2 separate regions of the Mus musculus genome follow, and region 2 is linked to region 1. Evidence: chromatin contacts called from public promoter capture Hi-C data. All regions are on one chromosome and are shown on one strand. Each heading gives the region's core, a stretch centred on a gene start, on an enhancer-like site or on the middle of the called end of the contact. The rest is flanking DNA. Distances are from core to core; before and after follow the strand shown. Region 1 overlaps Elfn1 (leucine rich repeat and fibronectin type III, extracellular 1). Region 2 overlaps Mad1l1 (MAD1 mitotic arrest deficient 1-like 1).

Region 1 (2,700 bases), core at 13-2,512:
ATTTGAATGGACCAACTGGTTCCTGAAGGCAAGAGCCCAGTTTGTGCCCTAATAGGCCAGGCCCGGCGTCTCCCTGTGTTGTGACCACTCAATGGTCTGAAGCCAAGGTTGCCTTTCTCCTGGCCACAGCCATTTCCTGACCACCTACTGGGTCCCTGATGCAGGATAGACCATGATAGGTCAGAACTGGAATCTTTTGGACACCCCCAAGTGCATTTGTATAGAGTGAGGTTAGAATGGATGCCTTTGAAGGCTGGGCTGGGTGCCACTGCTCCCAGAGTTTGCCTCTGCATCTCCAGCCTTATCCACCCCCCCCCCCCCCCCGTCTCTCTGTCCCACAAGTCAACTACTGGCATAGCGCTTCGGGCAGCATCTGTGGGTGGTGATGGATGCAGGCATGGTGGGATCTCAGAAGATGGCCTCCTGAAGAGCCTGTCTTGACTCGGCACAGGAGTGTTGCTAGGCTGTGTCTAAAGGCTGGGCCAGGGAGCCTGGGAGATGTTTAACTTTGAAAAATAGACCTTCACAGCTCATTAGGTCCCAGCCTCTCGGCCCGGCGCCTCGGGCAGCTCGGGAATGGGAGACGGCAGGGCATGAAATCGCTGAGGTATTTAAAGGCCGATTCTGCATTCTCCACCAGTGGTGTCTGTCCGCCAGGCCCCTGGCAGGGCTGTCGTGTCATGCAGAATGGGGTGGGGTGGCTGATGGAATTTCTAGAGTGCTGTGTGCGACCTCACTGACCCAGGGGAGATACTCCTGAGTCTTGACCTCAGACAAGTCAGTTCTTGATTCTGGGCCTCAAGTTTCCCCATGTCTACCAATGCCTTTGCTCTTTAAAAAAAAAAAAAAAAAATCTCATGTAGCCCAGGCTACCCCAAACTCCTTAAGTACCTTGGGATAGCTTTCTGAGTGCTATATGATAGGCATTGTTATTACACTGGGTTTATGTGGTGCTGGGAATAGAACCCAGGCCTTCATTGCTTGCTGGGGGAACCCTCTCCCAGCTGAGCCCCATTGCCTCCCCCACCCTCAGAGGTGGAAACTGGTTATGAGCTGCCTCTTAAGGACCCTTCAGCTTCTTAAAGAGTGTGTTCTAGCCACCCCCCGCCCTTTATGCAGGGGACCCCAAGGTCTGAATAGCATCAGCCGGCACTCCTGCATGGGCTAGGTTTTCCAGGGCTTTCAGCATGGTGAGGGCTGTAGGCACAGGTTGGGCTGCCGGGAGGTTTGAGGTTTCCCTTAGTCTTAGACACTCATTCATTGTCCGTCCTCGGGGCCAGGAGGAGGGACTGGGCTGGGAAGAGGAGGAGGCTCATTTGCATGGAGTCTCAAAGAGACAGCCAAGAAAAATCAGAGCTAATCATTAGAGGCGGCTGTGGCCACGGGGCTCTAAATTGTATTAGGAGGCTTCTGGTCTTCATTGAATGTATCAGATGCAAAGACAGAGGCAGGAAGCGCTGGGCGGTGACCTGCCTGCCTGCCTGCCTGCCTGCCCGCCCCCGCGGCTGCTTCCTCTGGCTGGAAGCTGGGGGGAGGGCTCTAGAGGGCCCTCTAGAGCCCTCCCCCCAACGCCTGCTTCTCAACCCCCAGCAGCTCCTGTAAGATTTTTCTCAGGGCTCTGTGACCTTGGTCGAGTTACTTTCCTTCTCTGGGCTTGTTTCCTTAATTAGAAGCTAGGAAGGCTGGTTTCCCGAGCGAGCGCCAGAGCTGAAGGAAGTAGAAGCCCAGGAGGGGTCTGAGCCGATCGAGGCTACGGGCAGAGCAAAGATGCTTGTGAGGCCCTGTGTGGCCTCCCTGTCTGCACCATGCAGGCTGGACGATTTACTCTGAACCTCAGTTTTGTTGTCTAGGCAATGGGTAGAGCACAGCATTAACCCAGCACGGTGGCACTTGCCTGTCATCCCAGCACTCATGATGGAGAGGGTACTTGGGAGGTCACCGTGGACTCTCCTTGGGGGTACATAGAGTACCCAGGAAGTGATCTAGAAGCAGACTCCCTTCTGGGGGGTCTGGCTTGGAGCAGGTGTGGCTTCCTCTTCCTTGTGGGGTTCCAGAAACTTCAGAGATGTGGCATCCAGGTTTGGAGGTGGTTATGGCTGGAGGGTTTTTTCCGAATCCAGGGGAGCCTGACTGTGTCGAAGTGATGTGTCCTGAGGAGGTTCCAGGGAGGCCTGTATCCTCTGTCTGGGCAGATGCATCGGCCTTGGGTGCCAAAGGCTGGTAGGGCCCCAGAGTTATGTGCCCAGCCTGCAAGTGTGTGCCGGGGGAGCCACATCTTTCGTGAGGGCACAAACACGTGTGCTAGCAGACCCTGTGCAGAGTGTGCATATCTGTAGTTATACAGTCACCCGGTGGGGCCGCTATACCCGTATGACCATGGAGAGAGTCAAATATCCACGGATGTGTGCTTCCCCATCCCGTGTGCTCGAGCGCAGCTGTGTGCACCCCGCACTTGCTCCCCCCTGCTCGTCCCCATGGCAACCCCAGCAGTGTGTCCTGGTGAGGCATAGAGCAGGTGTCGGGAGATCTCTGCTGGTGCTAGGGAGTTACAAGGGAGGGGCTCCCCAGAGTGGGCAGGGCCGTCTGGGGTTCTTGGGCAGAGGCTTTGGGTTTAGGAGAATCTTCTGGAAGCCCCTAACTGTGATTCCTACAGGATGAGTCACAGGCCCGTCTGGTCAGGATTTAGTTCTGTGTGGTCCT
Region 2 (2,700 bases), core at 132-2,631, 170 kb after region 1:
TGCAGGAAACCCAGCAATTTTCTGCCCACTCCATTTCCAAAAAAGATATTCTGATTTTAAATGTCACTGGGCAGCCGTCTGGGCTCTGTTCTGAGCAGCACTTTAGAAGGACTGTAAGGTGGTATGGACACCAGCCTAGCCTCCCCTGACTGTGAGAGGAATGTGCCAGCTCAGAGGCCTGGCACTGGGGTCCACTGGCACAGCCTCACTGGTGGAGGGAGGAGCTCTGCTCTATGATGAGGCGATACTGTGGGACGGCGGGGGCCCGGGCGTCAGATTCCAGAGATGAATTCGCTTAATTACATGCATGCTCGAGTGCTTAGAGGAAGTATACAGATGTCTGCAATTTAGTTTCAAATGCATCAAAAGAATAAAACGAACTAATGGATGGCAGAGGGATGGATAGGAATGTCATACAGCCACAAGTGTGCCATTCCCGACAGGATGTAGGTGGTGGGTAAGTGGGCATTCACTGTAAAATTCTTTCTACTTCTCTATCTTGAAAACGCTTGCAGTTAAAACACTGGGGAAAAGCAGTAGGGCCCGAGTCCATGGAGGCTGCCCTTAGCCTATAGTGTGGGACCCAGGAGGCATCCACGTTTCAAATGGAGGAACCTCACTTGTCACCATGCAGGGTGGGCAGAGCCCCTGGCAGGCCTCTCCTTGGTGACTCTACACCAAGCTGTCCTGACCTAGCTCATCAGAAGCACTATGTGGAGGCTTTATGGGAGGCTATGAGGAACATGGGGGGTCTCTGTAATAAAGCAGCTGTCCCTGCTTTTAGGGAAAGCACAAGGTATCTAAGGACAGAGACTGGCAATCCCTGTATCTGCCTCTGTGCCAGCCTTAGTTTCCCCATCTCTAAGTAAGGTCTTCCTATAGACACCTGCCCCCATACTTTCCACAGGATCTCACCATGTAGCCTAGGCTCTGAAACTCGGAACAGCCACTATAGTGCTGAGACTCGAGGCCTGCACCACAGTGTCTAACCTCCCAGAAGCTCTGCCAGGGCTGTCTATCATAAGTCAGCCGTCCATTCAGCCAGTTGGCGTGTGTCCATTAGACAAGTACACCTTAGTACCCGTTTCCTATTCCCTAGCTACCCTAGCAATGCACACAGGTCATGGTACAAACAGCCAATGACCCAGGAAACCCAGGAAGGATGGCGTGCGTCAACTTGGTAAGTCTGCATTCAGCCACTGTGATGACCCCTCCACTGAACCCCCAAGCACGCCCACACACCCAGCTCTAAGTGGTCACCAGAGTTTTGCTTCCCCGCCAACCAGCTGTGAACTAATTACAAAAAATCCTAACTAGTTGAGCTCCCTCTCTGAGCATATGTTCCCAATTAAGATGAACCGCAGCTGATTTTAATCAATCTTCCTTGAAGCGCCAACTTGAAGCCACTCTTCTTCTCTAGAGGGAAGAGTGAGGCGGGAGTGGGAGCGCAGGAGGCTGCCTGCATACTGAGCACATGGGTAAGGCTTGAGGAAGCCCAAAGGCTAGACCACAAGATTCCAGGTCCAAGCAGCCCCGTTAGAGCTGCAGAGGAGGCTGGGTCTCAAAGGGGCCGGCATCAAATGCTATGGCCAGGCCATACGGAGAAGCCCCAGGATGAATGTTTCTTCCCCAGTACCAGAGGGTGCCCAGGTCCAAGACCAACATATAATGGGAACGAGGGCTTTGACTTAGATGAAGAAGGAATGTCAGAGCATCTAACAAGGCCTTGAAGGCAGTTGGGGGATAGTGGGGCATGGGGGAGAGAAAGGACCTAGCACAGGATTCCCTCAAGAATCCTCATCACCCAGCCTTATAAAGTGCAGCAGCTCAGATCAGAAACCAACACGCCCAAGCCCACCCACCGTGTTCATAGGTGGCGGCCTTTCTCTTTTCATGTGTCCAAGTCACCTCCTTGCCCACTACTGAGCCAAACCCAGGCCCGTTTGCCTTTCCCTCAGGACCAGTCTCATGTGTCATAGCTTCTGTGCCCATGTGCTCAGGAACTGCAGCCACCCTGCATTCAGTGTTACAAACTGGCTGCTCACACAGGTGCTCCTGAACACACTGAAGGGACAGCAGATGAGGAGCCAGCTGACACTGAGATTGGACAGGGACTGTTCCTTACCGCAGGTAACTAATGCCCCCTTGCAGAACCAGTTCAATCCTGGTGTAAAAACCCTCCCTGCCCAGATGTGCCAACAGCTGGGACATACAGAACAGACACAGTCAGACTTGCAGTTAGCATGGGGCCCTGGAGCTGAGGCCAGTGACCTAGGAAGGAGACTCAATTATGCAAGACACAGGCAACTGCCAGGCTGGTTCACCCACAAGTTTGTCTGACAAGGGTATAGGGGGACACAGAGGGGAAAGGCTGGTATGTAGAGGGAACTGGGCCAAACTCCCATGACCAAACAGCTTGAGTAAATGGTTTATTTACTAATAAAATAGTGGGCACAGCCTCACATGGAAAGACCTTTAGTATGAATAGTACAGGACAGAGCAAAGAGCCCAGCACTCTGGCAATCACCTGGACTTCCAGATATGTGCTCATCTGGGGAGTCTAGCAGAGGTCCAGTACTGGCTAGGGGAGAAGGTGGTTTAGGATGCAACAGGAGTCAGGGAGTCCTGCTATACAGCCTCCAGCTCTGAGATCAGAGTGAGGCTGGAGGACAGCAAGCAACCCTGGCCTAAGAGCAGTGG

What was found. Promoter capture Hi-C pulls out the DNA fragments that hold promoters and counts their contacts.
Region 2: a contact with region 1 is called in a promoter capture Hi-C map of cranial neural crest. The contact joins two enhancer-like sites. A contact is called at or near these places in 10 of 39 promoter capture datasets (the 3T3-L1 cell line, 3T3-L1-derived adipocytes, cranial neural crest and 6 more) and 9 of 115 datasets of contacts at active chromatin or transcription factors (embryonic basal ganglia, embryonic forebrain, embryonic hindbrain and 6 more).

Annotation. Positions count from the first base shown.
Region 1 is chr5:139,929,714-139,932,413 of GRCm38.p6, forward strand. The region is part of intron 1 of Elfn1 (leucine rich repeat and fibronectin type III, extracellular 1); the gene reads left to right. Among named protein-coding and RNA genes, the nearest start is that of Elfn1, 23 kb to the left of the region's middle. Within about 2 kb of position 1,263, at least 58 of the 459 cell types and tissues checked have an H3K27ac peak or open chromatin away from gene starts, as enhancers often do. A contact at or near this core is called in forebrain, where this site is marked.
Region 2 is chr5:140,101,615-140,104,314 of GRCm38.p6, forward strand. The region is part of intron 15 of Mad1l1 (MAD1 mitotic arrest deficient 1-like 1); the gene reads right to left. Among named protein-coding and RNA genes, the nearest start is that of Gm30492, 7.5 kb to the left of the region's middle. Within about 2 kb of position 1,382, at least 21 of the 459 cell types and tissues checked have an H3K27ac peak or open chromatin away from gene starts, as enhancers often do. A contact at or near this core is called in forebrain, where this site is marked.